Regions from separate parts of the Salmo salar genome. Here region 2 is linked to region 1. A link is a contact called in public Hi-C data. All regions are on one chromosome and are shown on one strand. Each heading gives the region's core, a stretch centred on a gene start, on an enhancer-like site or on the middle of the called end of the contact. The rest is flanking DNA. Distances are from core to core; before and after follow the strand shown.

Region 1 (7,494 bases), core at 2,022-4,521:
AACGTTACGCACCGATGTAAAATGCTGTTTTTATATATAAATATGAACTTTATCGAACAAAAGAATGCATGTATTGTGTAACATGATGTCCTAGGTGTGTCATCTGATGAAGATTGTCAAAAGGTTAGTGCTGCATTTAGCTGTTTTTTGGTTATTTGTGACACCTCTTCTTGCTTATTGCTTATTTGTGATGCATGTGGTTGGTCGAAAAATGGCCATGTGGCTACTTTTACGATATACTCCTCTAACATAATCTAATGTTTTGCTTTTGCTGTAAAGCCTTTTTGAAATCTGACAACGTGGTTCGATTCAGGAGAGGTGTATCTATAAAACGATATAATTTGAAAAACATTTTTTTTAAATTAATAAAATTTTGTTATGCTAATAGGGATATGATTTTTCGCGGGATGTCCATCCCGCATACGGGACGGAGGCCGCACAGGGGTTAATATTTTATCAACGTTTATGATGAGTATTTCTATAAATTGATGTGCTCATTCACCGTAAGTTTTGGGAGGCAAAACATTTCTGAACATTACACGCCAAAGTAAAATGGGGTTTTTGGATATAAATATGAACTTTATGGAGCAAAACATACATGTATTGTGTAACATGAAGTCCTATGAGTGCCGTCTGATGAAGATTATCAAAGGTTAGTGATTAATTTTAGCTGTATTTCTGGTTTTTGTGACACCTCTTCTTGCTTGGAAAATGGCTGTGTGGTTTTTCTTGTCAAGGTGATGTCCTAACAATCTAATGCTATGCTTTCGCCATAAAGCCTTTTTGAAATCGGACAATGTGGTTGGATTAATGAGAAGATTATCTTTAAAATGGTGTAAAATACTTGTATGTGTGAGAAATTTGAATTATGAGATTTTTGTTGTTTTGAATTTGGCGCCCTGCTATTTCACTGGCTGTTGAATAGTGTGTCCCGCAGGTGGGACGGTCACGTCCCACATTCCCAAGAGAGGTTAAAGACACACCAGGGAACATGTGCCTCACACAGAGCTCTGCTGCTACTCTGTTTAGTTCTGCCATTAGTCTGACAGCCCTGACATCAAAATTACTATCTGACCCCCAACATAACATCAGGTGAACCAATTTGATGCTGAAGGCATTGTTTAAAGTATTATTCTTTACACCCTTCAAGTGAACCGTGATCAGACATGGTAGGGTAGGTAAAATCAATATGGCGTAACATTGAGTTGCTTCACGAATCAAACCACATGAGAAGAGTCATCCCCATAAGGACAGTTGAAGACAGGGAGGAACAATGTACTTTTACAGTATTAGAATTTGAGCATATGTCCCAGTCCTTTGTATGGATTGGAGTCATTACTGTACTAAAAGACAAATAGAAAAACGAAAGGCTCAAACTTGGCCATCATGAATAACATAACTAAGTCAACAAAACACCCATCATTAATGCATATGAGTGGGAATATTAGCTCACCGAGGAGAGCCATGAAACATGGTTCATTCTACTTTATCAGCTAATGAGAGTTTCTCAAGTGGAATCAACAAACAAAATAATTAATTAGGATGATTATTGATGCACTAGTAATTTCAAAATGGGGATTTGACAACACAATAACAATTTATGAGGAGCAAATGAAATCCAAGTCATGATCATTTAATTTAACCAGACCTAGCCGTCTCTGAAACAACACTTAATCTGCAGTGGAATGTTTCTGTTTCCATCGTTGAACAAACAGGACACCAGTCAGGAATTGCAGGGGAGCTCAATGCTCAGGGGGCACAGGGGAACACAAGGCCCACAGCAGCTTCAGGCAGATCAATTACTCACTTTGTGTTCACACACACACGAAAAAAACAGACCGTCAGAGCAGGTAAAAAACAGACCCGGCATATGTCTTTTATCCCATAGCAAACAGGAGAGGGAAATTAAAAATGCATGCGATGTCAGACAGATGAGGTGTATAGTCAGATGGAGTGGGACCTTAACAGGGCGAAGAATAATGATGAAGTCAAACGTTTGATGCCATGTTTATGAAAAAGCCTACATGGGTCAGTAAAAGTCTCTTCTAATGCACGCTACTACATCACAGGGGACATCCTGTCCATATGTGTCATGTTTTCAGGAGCTCTGAGTGCTGAATGAATTCAAATCAGATTAGAATGATGAAAATACAGATCACTAACTACATATAGCCTACCATATAAATCAAGTCATGTTTGCATCAGAGCCATAGAGATCTAGCTAGGCTGTGTACATATAAAATACAAAAAGAAAAAAGTCAGTGAGTGGGCATATCATGAGAATGACAGTTGTAATTTACAGTGTCACAATGTGTGAATAGCCTTTTCCTTTCTGTCGAAATAGCTAGAACATTCTGTACATTAGCATGTAATCACTTTGACAGCAAACATCTACACAAATCAACTTGCTACTAGACCTGGGGGTTCCCAAACGTTTACTGCACAAGACCCTAAATTGACACTAGAATATACAGAGGACCCCATTTGGAAAAAGTATACCCCCTAACGTTAGTTAATGCCATGTGTTCATATTTACTCAATTTTAGGTCCTGCCGGATGTCCAGAACTATGAAAGCACATTCGAATAGCGTAAAAGGTCTTAGTCGACACTAACAAGTTGTATTCTAAACCCAATTGAAGAGAAAAAAAAGTTTTAATTTGTTTGTTAAGATCACCTTCTCAGGGGAACCCATTTCACGTTTGGGAACTACTGTACTCGACTCTCTGAACTAACAGTGCGTGACTGACACTGCAGTGATGAGGACTAGTATGTTGATAATATATAACTTTTAGTAAACATCAGATTCTAGATAGTTGAGAATGTCTTAAGAAAAATATCCACCACAGTTACATTCTTATTTTACTCCGGTGGACCTTTCTTAGGCTCTCTCGATATAGTCCTAGCGGAACCATAAATGTAAAAAAAAAAAACAGGAGCTGGACCCCTCCCAGCTAGGTAACGTTAACGCTGCTAGCCTAGCTCGCTTGCTACCATTTCCTGAATCCGATTAGCGAGCTAGCTAGCGATTAAACACTTTTCTTGCTGTATGAATCAGAATGCCCAAACGTACCTTTAATGGTCCATATGCAATTAAACAGCAAGAGTTGTATCAAGACCATATCGATTAAATTCATTGTTAGAACATTGACACGGCGAACGCTTTACTGTTTCGATTTGCACTTCTTAAAGGCGAAGTCCGCGCTCTGTTTATGGCAGTACCTTCACAACCGCCTTTCACCGCTTGTCTAACGGCCTGACGTCAGGCGCGCAGTCAGCGTTCTAGTCCCTCCTACCTCACTAGCGCAACAAAACCTGTTTTATTTTATTTGATAGGGCCGCTTATTTGTTGAAAACAACAATTCAAGTGCAATAAATTCAACAGCGACAAACCAAGCCACTTTTCAATATCAAGTTAGCCTACAAATTAATATTTGTTATGTATTAGGATCCCATTAGACAACGCCAATGGCGACAGCTAGTCTTACTGGGGTCCGACATATAACGAAAAAGACATTACAGACAAAATACTTGACAATTTGCATACATTTAAAAACATTAACATGTTTTGTGTGTGTGCATCTATCAGTTGCACATACATGTTAGTACATTCAAACAACAAGTAGGTCACATGGGGGAGAGGCGTTGTGCTGTGAGGTGTAGCTTTATTTGTTTTTTGATACCAGGTTTGCCGTTCACTTGCGCTGTATAAGATGGAAGGGAATTCCATGCACTCATGGCTTTGTATAATACAATATCATGTATTGACAATAATGCATTTGTCTTGGACAGAGTTTTAAAAATATCCCTGTACCCTGATTTAATGGAATATGATTTCAGTATTGAATACAGTACATCACTACAATAGATTCCACCGTGAAATGTCAATGCCTATATGAATTGGGGGGAAACATTTTTAAAAATTCAAGGAACAATCGATATAGAGGTGTGTGGCCCCACATGCATTTGCACTGCTCAGAGACAGCTATTTGTGTTGAATTCATTGTGAATTTGTTGAATGTTGTCTCTGCACTGATCGTCTTTGTTGAGATTCCCTAAAAACGCCACTTCCATACAGCTACAACCAGAGGTGACTGTTTTGTAACAGGTTAGGAGAACTTACACAGCAGGTTAGGATAAGGTTAGAATAATTAGGTTAAGGTTAAGGTTAGGAAAGGGTTAGGGTTAGCGAAAACGCACTCTTTGTAACTATTGACTAGAAAAAATGCCTATCTCTTATTTCCCGTTAGACATACTGTACATCAGACATACAGCGTTGTTCTTTTCACTGTGTAGCTTCTGCCACTGTGTGGCTAAAAAAAGCCACTACCCTGACTGAACTGGAAATCTCATAACAACTTGTCAGTCTGCTGCAGCTACCAGTTGAGATATTGTGTGACTAACACAATTCAGTTATTTACTAAAAACTCCTGCATTGGGCCAATCGGTATAATCTTGTAAATGCCAGATCTTTATGGCAAAACGCATCGTTAATCCAAGTTTTGTCAAAATAGGGACATTGCTGTCTGAGATATAGCGTTTGACGAGCCTAGGAATTTACAGATGGAGACAGATCCACAGTCCCTTCCCCAATTTCATCGTGGGGGACAATAAAATACACCATAATGGAGTTATATACAGGGAGTACCAGTACCAGATTAATATGCAGAAGTATGAGGTACAGTAAACATGTAATCCCCCACGAATAATGCAGCACCCCCCTTGGGCCAATCAATGTAATATTGTAAATGACGGATCTACATGGCAAGACGCATCATTCGCCCAAGTTTCATACAAATCGGGCCAGTGGTATCTGAGATGTTGCGTGTGACTAACGTACGTACAGTTCATTACTATAGCGCCCCTCTTGGGCCAATCAGTGTAATTTTGTAAGTGCTGGATCTCTATGGCAAGACGCATCATTCACCCAAGTTTCGTCAAAATCTGGTGTCTGAGATATAATGTGGGTTAGCTAGACTCACATCCCTGAGCATGTGTGCCACATTTCAACGCTCTGAGTCAAACAGATCAACAGATAAACATGTGCCGTTAGCACCACTGTTTAGTCGATATGAATGTTCTTGTAGTGATGGGCATTCCTGGCTCTTTTCAGTGAGCCGGCTCGTTCGGCTCAGCTCACCAAAAACGAGCCGGCTCTTTTGTCCGGCTCTTTTGGCTTTAAAGAGCCGGCTCTTTAAAAAATATATGTTTTGTATTTTTTCAAGTCAAATAGTTTGCGATAGTTTGACTATGATTGGTGTTAAAACAATTCTAATTAAATTATTAAATGAAATCATACTCTACCTTAACCACAATATATTTAAAAATGCATTGGTTTGTTATGAAATATAATGCTATTAAACATTTGCATTTAAAGTATAACTTTTCAATGTATATAAACAAAGTGCATATAAATCTAACCATTCAAAACGAATACAATCTGGACAGCATAATAGAATATTGCACAACATCAAAGAAAAATAAATAACAATTTGCAAAACTGCAGCATCCCACAAATTGAAATAAATGTAAAAAAGAAGTATGCTATTACACATGTGCATTTAAAGTGTAACTTTTTTAATGTATATAAACAAAATGCATATAAATGTAACAATTCAAAACGAATACAATCTGAACAACATAATAATAGAATATTGCACCATATCAAAGAAAAATAAATAACAATGTGCAAAACTGCAGCATCCCACTTAAAACATTAAACGGGTCCCTCTTTTCTCTCTTCTTTATTGCCATGTTATAACCAGCAGCACACAGCAATGCTGACCATATTTTGCTTTTATGAGAGATTTGCATTCAGAAAGGAGGGAACGGATGTGGCCGCTATGCAGTCTCCCTGTCGTGACTTTAGTAAGCCGTGGGTAGACAGAGGCCTTGTTTTTCCACCAGCTCAGAGGATCTGCAGGGGCTCCTCCAAATAGGATCGGACTTCCATTATGGCATTCCTTTGGCCGCCTTTCCTTCCAGTTCTCTGCTGCCAATGACTGGAACGAATTGCAAAAATCACTGAAGCTGGAGTCTTATATCTCCTTCTCTAACTTTATGCATCAGCTGTCAGAGCAGCTTACCTATCACTCTACCTGTACACAGCCAGTCTGTAAATAGTACAACCAACTACCTCATCCCCATATTGTTACTTATCCTCTTGCTCTTTTGCACCCCAGTATCTCTACTTGCACATCATCATCTGCACATCTATCACTCCAGTGTTAATGCTAAATTGTAATTATTTCGCCTCTATGGCCTATTTATTGCCTTACCTCCCTACTTTTCTACATTTGCACACACTGTACATATATTTTTATATTGTGTTATTGACTGTACGTTTGTTTATGTGTAACTCTGTGTTGTTGTTTTTGTCGCACTGCTTTGCTTTATCTTGGCCAGGTCGCAGTTGTAAATGAGAACTTGTTCTCAACTGGCCTACCTGGTTAAATAAAGGTGAAATAAAAATAAATAAAATAGCATCTGCTGAGGGATTCCTTTGTGCTGCATCCCCAGTTTCTCTCTCGTCAAACAGCATCCAAACAGCAGACATTTGTGGCACTACTGCTGGTGCTTCTGCTCCATCTGATCCCTCTTCTTCCTGTTGCCCTGGTGCCTAAGCCAGCTGACTGCTGGGGCTGTCCCTCCCTGCTACTGAGGTTATTCTTTGAAGAGCCTCATCAATCGCTCTGGCATCACTGAAAGCTAACTTCTTAAACATGGGGTCAAGTGCAGCGTTTTCTGATAGCCCATGACTATATTACATTCTGTGGAACTTTCTGTCCATTGATGACCATAGGGTGTCTATCAACACTGTCACATGTCCTGTGGTTACATTTGTTTCTCTCTGGTGTCTGGCTGTGATTCTCTGCAAACCCTTACACAGGAGTATCATTTTTGAGACTGTCACATAGCTGAAAAGAGAGAACAGTAACTTATTAGTTCAGGTTCATGTTTTGTCTACTGATACGACATTCTCATCTACTGCTCATATACATATATAATACTGGATTAAATAATGATATAGTAATAACTGCTTACTGTACCTCTCTCCACTGATCTCCACAGTGACCTGCTCAAAGGGTTCCAGGACTCTGCATACCGCCTCCACCACCTCCCATTCCTCTTGGGTCAAAGCATCAACAGGTGCACATCTCTAACCTGACAATGGCCAGGGTAGAGATGATGTCATCCTTTGACTCAAGAAACCGCTGCAACATATAAAATGTTGAATTCCACCTTGTAGTGCAGTCTTGTTTACGCCTCAGCTCAGGCATCCCCATCTGGCTTTGTGTAAACTTTAGTTTTTCAGTACCTACTGTGCTCCTGTGGAAGTATTCCACAGATGCTTTCACTTTGTCCACACTTTGTTCATCACCTTCAGAGTATCTCTTACAATCAGGTTGATTGTGTGGGCAAGACATGGATGATGGGTCCATTTAAAAAATGTTCATGGCTTTGGTTATGTTAGCTGCATTGTCGCTAACACAACA
Region 2 (7,494 bases), core at 3,224-5,723, 36 kb before region 1:
CCGAGTGGCGCAGTGGTCTAAGGCACTGTATCGCAGTGCTAGCTGTGCCACTAGAGATCCTGGTTCGAGTCCAGGCTCTGTCGCAGTTGCCCTGTGACCGGGAGACCCATGGGGCAGCGCACAATTGGCCCAGCGTCGTCCGGGTTAGGGGAGGGTTTGGCCGGCAGGGATGTTCTAGTCCCATCGCGCACTAGCGACTCCTGTGGCGTGCCGGGCGCAGTGCACTCTGACACAGTCGCCAGGTGTAAGGTGTTTCTTCCGACACATTGGTGCGGCTGGCTTCCGGGTTAAGTGGGCATTGTGTCAAGAAGCAGTGCGGCTTGGTTGTGTTTCGGAGGACGTACGGCTCTCGACCTTCGCCTCTCCCAAGTCCGTACGGGAGTTGCAGCGATGGGACAAGACTAACTATCAACTGGATACCACAAAATAGGAGAAAAAGGGGTAAATAAAACAAATAATATATATATTAAAAAAATAACCTTGGTACTGGTAGACCCAAAAAAGGGATCTAATAGCGGGTCAGTCTATATTGTGCTCATAAACCAACTGTTTTATTTTACTACCTGTACTTCAGACTACAGTTGAGCCAACTTGTGGATATCTATCTAGCAGATTAAATTAAACTATTTTCTAATTGCAAGTCATGAATGCTTTCAGTGCAGACAGCGCAAAGTGTATGAGCTCAAACACAAGGGAAGTAAACACACTTTTGGGAGAAAGAAAATCTCTGGGGTCAAATACGAGGGGTGAAATGTATCTAGTTTGGGGTGATTTGAAAAGATTTGTCATTCAGGAAAATTCAAAGCAGTCAGTAATTAAACATCCCAAAACCCCATGGACGATAAACACACTAAAAACTAACCCAAATCAAACCACTGTCCGTTTGTCATAGCAGTGTGACTGCTCTCGCCTTGGCTGTGTCTCATTACTTCAAAGTAGCTTCCTCCCCTTGTCTCCTTTCCTTGATCCACAATGAGAAAAACTTTAGTGGTAGGACTGAAAACGCACCCCTCACCATCACCTCTCCCTAATCAAATCCAAAAGCCTAGAACAAATACTGTATAATATTCTCTTTGCCTTTCAGTTGCTCCCACTGAGCTGTAGTAGAGGGGTCCAGCCAGCAGAGGGGGCTAGTCTGTGGTGTGCATGTTATTGTGTGGTCCTAAAGGCCTTTGTTGAAGAAGACAGTAGACGTGTACGGACTGCTCTGTCGTATCCTCTCCTGAAGATCTGGCTCCAGGTTGCTCACTGCCATAGAACTCATATGTGGGAACAGGGCACAGCACAGAGGAGTGGCAAACACCAAGCACAGTCCCACCAGTCCCACCTGTACTGAGGCGTTTAGGACTGGAAGGCTTTCTTCCCCAGGGCTTTCATTACCACAGGGGGCACAGCCATAGCTGGCACAGTCATGCCAATCGTGGACTCCACCACCTGGATGATGCCTGACTTGGCAGCGGTGACTGACTCTCCTAACCAGTTCCCATTGGTCACTGGGATGCCGCATTTCAGCTCCCTCTGCCTCATGAAGAGGATGTTGATACAGTTGACAGCCGCTACAGCAAAGAAGGGGCCGAACCGTCTCATGACAACTGGAAGGTGTTTGGCTAGTCCCAGGGCTGTGACTACAGCTCCTGTGCTTGTACTGATGTATGCAGCAGCCAGCTGATTATTAATAGGCACTATAACAAATCAATATGGCCTCATCATTTGAGCCATTTCCTCATAACTAGACAGACCTTTTTGCCAGGCATCGACCCCGGTTCTTTCACAAGGATGAACACGGCAAGCTGGAGAAAATATCTTTAGTATTACTGTAGAGGGTTTTACAGGGAAGCCTTACCTGAACAGCAGTAAGAATTGAAACTACTATGATGATAGTTGTCAGTGCAATGTTGATGACTCAGTTCACACAATAAAACATGGTGCGAAATGTTATAAAAAAAAATGTTTTTAAAGTGAACATCTCTACATAGTGCAGGATAGTAGCATGAGCTCCAAACCCACCACCACCGTCTCCCTCCACACCATCGTTCCCATGACTCCCAGGTCTCATGGATCACTGGCCTTTAGACAAATTGCACTGATAAAGAGCAGATGCAATTACACTGTTCAGATTTATCCGTTTGAACTTGGTGTCATCGATGGAGCAGAGGCAGGGGCATGTCATCCTTCAACAGCGTCAGTGGGGTGGGATCAGACACCCATAAACCCTAGCTGTGTGATCAAACCAGGGATAAGTGCTGGGCCGCTGGGTACCAGAGACCCAAACCAACACACGGCCAGCCTGCCTGCTCTCAGCTGCTGCCATCTGGGATAACCTCAGACTGCAACTCCATAAGAGGGAGGCTCTCAGACTGCTGCAACTCTAATCCAATGTAGCAGTGACAATCCTCCAGGATTTCAGGAGACTGTCAGAGGTCTCACTGGGCCCATGGCTGTCTGCACACTGCAGCCTCCCAGGGATGAGTGAGTGAGTGAGTGAGTGAGTGAGTGAGTGAGTGAGTGAGTGAGTGAGTGAGTGAGTGAGTGAGTGAGATATTCAATTGACCCATGATAATAATCTCTCCAGCCCAGTGAAAGTGAGGATCTGAGTTGTGAAAGCTGGTCTTGGTGAAACACGGTGGAGTTTTCTGAACATTTCCCCTCAATGTTCAGCAGAGCTAGTTTTACAGGTAGTCAAAAGGCACTACAAAGCCTGTCTTGTAGAAACATCAGTAACAACTGTCAACAACAGATGGATGTCATCTAAGTTCAGAACATTTTTGCATGTAGAGCAACACCGGATAATGAAAGCGCTTATTTACAAAGGCTTGCCAAATTTGTGCTTTTTCAAACTCTCAAAAGTATAGGCTTACAATTTTGTTGATTAAAGAATAAAAACATTAGCTTGTGATTTATCCTCTTAAAAATAATATTGCTTACATTTACAAACAGCAGGGCTTGACTAACTTTTTAAGCCACGTGTCCGTCGGACAAGTAGGGCATATTTTGTACTTGTCCGAAAGTTTGAGAAGAATAAAAAAAAATATGGTCTAACACAATTTTTACAAGGAACCAATTTACAAAAAATACATCATATAGAATCTGACATACACATACATACATACATACATACATATATATACATACACATACATACACTGATCCAATTCTGCTCTGAGTAATTGTTTGATATTGTGATGTGTGTGTTTTTACTTGTCAAGCGTTAAAATGAGTCTGTTTAGGGCTTAACGTTAAGTGTTTGACTTTGTGTTAATGTCTTTATGTTTAAGAGCCACTTTGAGTCTTCCCATCAAATTGTTATCATACCAACACAGAACTTCACTGACTAAATGGTCACAGGGGGTTTCGACCTAGAAACTAAACATCTAGAAAATAAATAAATAAAACGACTGAAAACAGAATAACAGATCTTCCTTTCTGCTGCTGGTTCTCAGGAAAGCTTCTGAACAATTTCCTGATTAGTTATGAAGTAAACAAGGCGCTGGGAGACGGTGTGGGCTGAGAGGAGCAGTACTGAGTACCACTAGCTGTGCACTGGAGGTCCACCTGAGAGAGATAAATGCTTGTTCTTGATCAAGCACCAAGCTCTCCTCACAACAGTCTGACCTCGCAGAGGGCTCATGGGAGCCATAGAGCATTGTGGGTAGCTGTGGCTGGGGCCGGCGTAGCGCTGCGTTCCATCTCTGCCACGCTCTGTCTAGGTTGCTCTGACATCATTAGTGCTCCATGAAACATTCATCCAAGGGCAGAGAAACCGGTTTTTCAACAGCCAAGGCTATGAAAAACACAAACGGTACACGCACAAACAGTACACATACACACACCGGCGTCCATGCTTAAACAAACAGGGCTGTGTTTCACAGTGGTCGAGGAGGTTTCTATAACCAATAGAGGTGCAGTTAGACTAAGGGTAGCAGCTGACTGATAAATGATTCAGTGCCTGACTGAGCATCTGACAGTCATACAGCTGGCCTCTCTGTATTCAGCACAGCCTCAAGCCCACAATCAGACCGCCAGTCAGTGGGACTGACTTTCACACTCCCTTATCTCCTGTCCAAACCCCTGAGACAGACTGGGGAACTGGATAAAGGAAAGGACTCCAAACTAACCAGGCATGAGATAATGCATTATCACACAGACAGGTATAGGCCCGAAGACAAACACACAAATGAGAACCCACACCTACAAAACACTACAGGGCTATATACGCAGCAGCAGAATCATCCATCCTTCTGGCCAATCCAGTCATGGCAGGCAGTTCACTGCAAGGCCAAACTCACCTTAGAGAGATTACAGTGGCAGGGTTCATGTTAGTTGACCTGTGGCATGCAGCTTAACATGTTAACCCCAGTCTGGGGTAGATAGATGAGCAGGACAATCATGCTGAACACACGCGCACTCTCACACAAACAAACGGGCACCCTAGCTGAATGGTGGCCTGGAATAATTCATGTAGGGGGTTCCCCTCTGAACTAGACCACTGGTGTGTTGACTGTTTGGGAGGTGACGTGAAGGTGTAGGCCTCTCTCTGAACCATGCTGTCCTGTCCCCTTACTAAAAGGAATGCTCTACTGTAGTGGTTGTTTGCTTCAGTTAGCTAGGAACCTTTATTTGATCCCATTTGTCCTAGTGAGGTGAAATCTCTTGTAAGAGAGATGCCGGTGCCCACTAATTCGCTTAGTCTCTCCCCTGGCACTGAACCCTTGGTGTATACTGTACTGTACCCTGGCATGTGATCCTACACTGTACAAAGCCTCAGGATTGCCATATCGGGTACCTTGATCTAGCTGCTCATAGTGTTAGAGTGGGAGGAGGGGAGTGGTAGTGATGTGAGTGTGGGCATACAAAACGGCTTTTCTGTGAAGAGCCTCATAATCACACACACCTGCCTTGGCTGTGACGGAGGCGGAGTAAGACCGCATGCTCAACACAATGCAAAGGTCACACAGGGAGGAGGAAACAGTCAACAGTTCAGTCTTCACTTACAGAAGTCAATATCAGCTGGGCAGTCTGATTCTTAACCCTTCTACCACAAGTCTGCACTCGTTCACACTGGATGTGAAAAGAAACAGACTGGTATAAGTCAATTTAAGTAGATTTGGTAGAAACTCCCTCCAGCTCATCCTAGATAGAGAAAATTTGGGGGTGGGGTACGGAGGCTGAATGCCGCCCTTGGTGTGCTAGCTCAGACGTTACTCTCTAATCACATGTTCTCAGTCATAAGGGCGGTGCTCAATGGCTGGAACGGAGATCTGAAAATACCTCAGAACTATCCAATCCAAACATTCAATCATTCCACTAGTATTACTGGAATGCCGGTAATTCAGGGAAATGTTAGATGGACTGCCCAAAAAGGCTGAATGAATAAAGACTTGTACTGTTGTGCACCATCCTCTCAATCGTTTTCCTTCACAACAGACACTCACCTGGCTTGTTAAACCACTTGATGCATCACACTACACTCCAGGATGAGACAGAAAACTGGTGAAGACATCCCAGCAGAGAGCAAAGGGCTTGCAGAAAAGACATGTCTGAGGAAAACCTTCACATGAAGTTAACGTTAGCTGTGACTGCCTCCCACACAAGCAGCTCCTGCTGTTTCCATAAGGCCAATAATGTCATGATGCAGAGTGGAAGCAGTACAGTAGGGGGTATCCTGATCAGTCCCCCACACAAAACCTTCAGAAGACAGTGGTGAAGAAAAGAGGAGGGAATGTGTTGAAAAATGACAGGGCTACTGGGATAGATTATTTTTAGGTCTCACAACACCCTTTCACACAGCAGGCCACGGAGAAGTAGAGAAGTAGAGAGAGAGAGAGAGAGAGAGAGAGAATGAGACAGAGGGTGAAATACCTTTTCTAATAGCTGTGACAGTGACGCAACCACACTGGGATCACACACAATGAGAAAGAATGTGCGTGTGTGCACGTATATGGATGTACGTTTGCATGTAGGTATGCAAGTAGAGTGTGCATGTGTCCCAGTTTGAATGTGTTGGTTGGTGATAAGCTCGTCCGAGGCACAGCGAAGGGTGGGAGGTGTACAAGACGAGCCGGCTCCAGAAAAGCTGCATGTTCCCCTTTATGTCCAGAGGCACTGAGTAATTATGAGCTCTGCTCTACACAGAGAGGAGCCAGTGTTTTGTGACTGCTAACTGACATACTAGCCCATTCCACCCATCTGGTGTAGCTACTGGAAGACAATGTGAACACCTGCAGGGCTATCTCTAGAACAAGAAGTGAATGAAACGGTCCTCTGAAACAGACTGAACCAGGAAGTGACCGCTGCAGCCTGTTATCTCATCATCCCTGGGAGAGCACAAACCTGCTAGCTGGAAATACAGATAGCAGAAACGCTAAGCTGTGTTATCACTAGAGGTCGACCGATTAAATATAAATATATTTGTAATAATGACAATTACAACAATACTGAATGAACACTTATTTTAACTTAATATAATACAGAAATAAAATCTATTTAATCTCAAATAAATAATGAAACATGCTCAATTTGGTTTCAATAATGCAAAAACAGTGTTGGAGAAGAAAGTAAAAGTGCAATATGTGCCATGTAAAAAAGCTAACGTTTCAGTTCCTTGCTCAGAACATCAGAACATATGAAAGCTGGTGGTTCCTTTTAACATGAGTCTTCAATATTCCCAGGTAAGAAGTTTAAGGTTGTAGTTATTATAGGAATTATGATGCGTCGACTATTTCTCTCTATACCATTTGTATTTCATATACCTTTGACTATTGGATGTTCTAATAGGCACTTTAGTATTGCCAGCCTAATCTCAGGAGTTGATAAACAGTGCTGGGCTTCAAGCATTGCTAAGAGCTGCTGGCAAACGCAGTAAAGTTTGAATGAATGCTTACGAGCCTGCTGCTGCCTACCACCACTCAGTCAGACTTCTCTATCAAATCATAGACGTAATTATAATAAAACACAGAAATACGAGCCTTTGGTCATTAATATAGTAAAATCCGGAAACTTGTTTCAAAAACAAAAGGTTTATTCTTTCAGTTAAATACGGAACCGTTTCGTATTTTATCGAACGGGTGGCAACCCTAAGTCTAAATATTGCTGTTACATTGCACAACCTTCAATGTTATGTCATAATTATGTGAAATTCTGGAAAATTAATTACGGTCTTCACACAGTTCACAACGAGCCAGGCGGCTCAAACTGTTGCATATACCCTGACTCTGTTTGCACTGAACGCAAGAGAAGTATTGCCTGCTAACATGACTAAATATGCAGGTTTTAAAAATATATACTTCTGTGTATTGATTTTAAGAAAGCCATTGATGTTTATGGTTAGGTACATTGGTAAAACGATTGTGCTTTTGTTAAATCATCACCCGTTTGGCGAAGTAGGTTGTGATTCGATGATAAATTAACAGGCACCGCGTTAATTATATGCAACGCAGGACAAGCTAGTTAACCTAGTAATATCAATCATGTGTAGTTAACTAGTGATTATGTGAA

Evidence for each region. Hi-C and Micro-C count contacts between places; a contact is called where the count stands out from the background.
Region 2: a Hi-C map of gill shows a contact between it and region 1, with 4 times the contacts expected there. The contact joins the enhancer-like site here to the promoter of LOC106587342 in region 1. A contact is called at or near these places in 3 of 3 Hi-C or Micro-C datasets (blood, gill and muscle).

The regions. Positions count from the first base shown.
Region 1 is chrssa26:20,668,219-20,675,712 of Ssal_v3.1, reverse strand. It overlaps LOC106587342 (disintegrin and metalloproteinase domain-containing protein 10), which reads right to left and starts at 3,271. Exons shown (of 16, transcript XM_014175660.2): 1 at 3,072-3,271. The coding sequence starts at 3,135.
Region 2 is chrssa26:20,704,925-20,712,418 of Ssal_v3.1, reverse strand. All of the region lies in intron 2 of LOC106587342 (disintegrin and metalloproteinase domain-containing protein 10), which reads right to left. It also overlaps the pseudogene LOC123730770. Among protein-coding and RNA genes, the nearest start is that of LOC106587342, 36 kb to the right of the region's middle. Within about 2 kb of position 4,473, at least 4 of the 13 cell types and tissues checked have an H3K27ac peak or open chromatin away from gene starts, as enhancers often do. A contact at or near this core is called in gill, where this site is marked.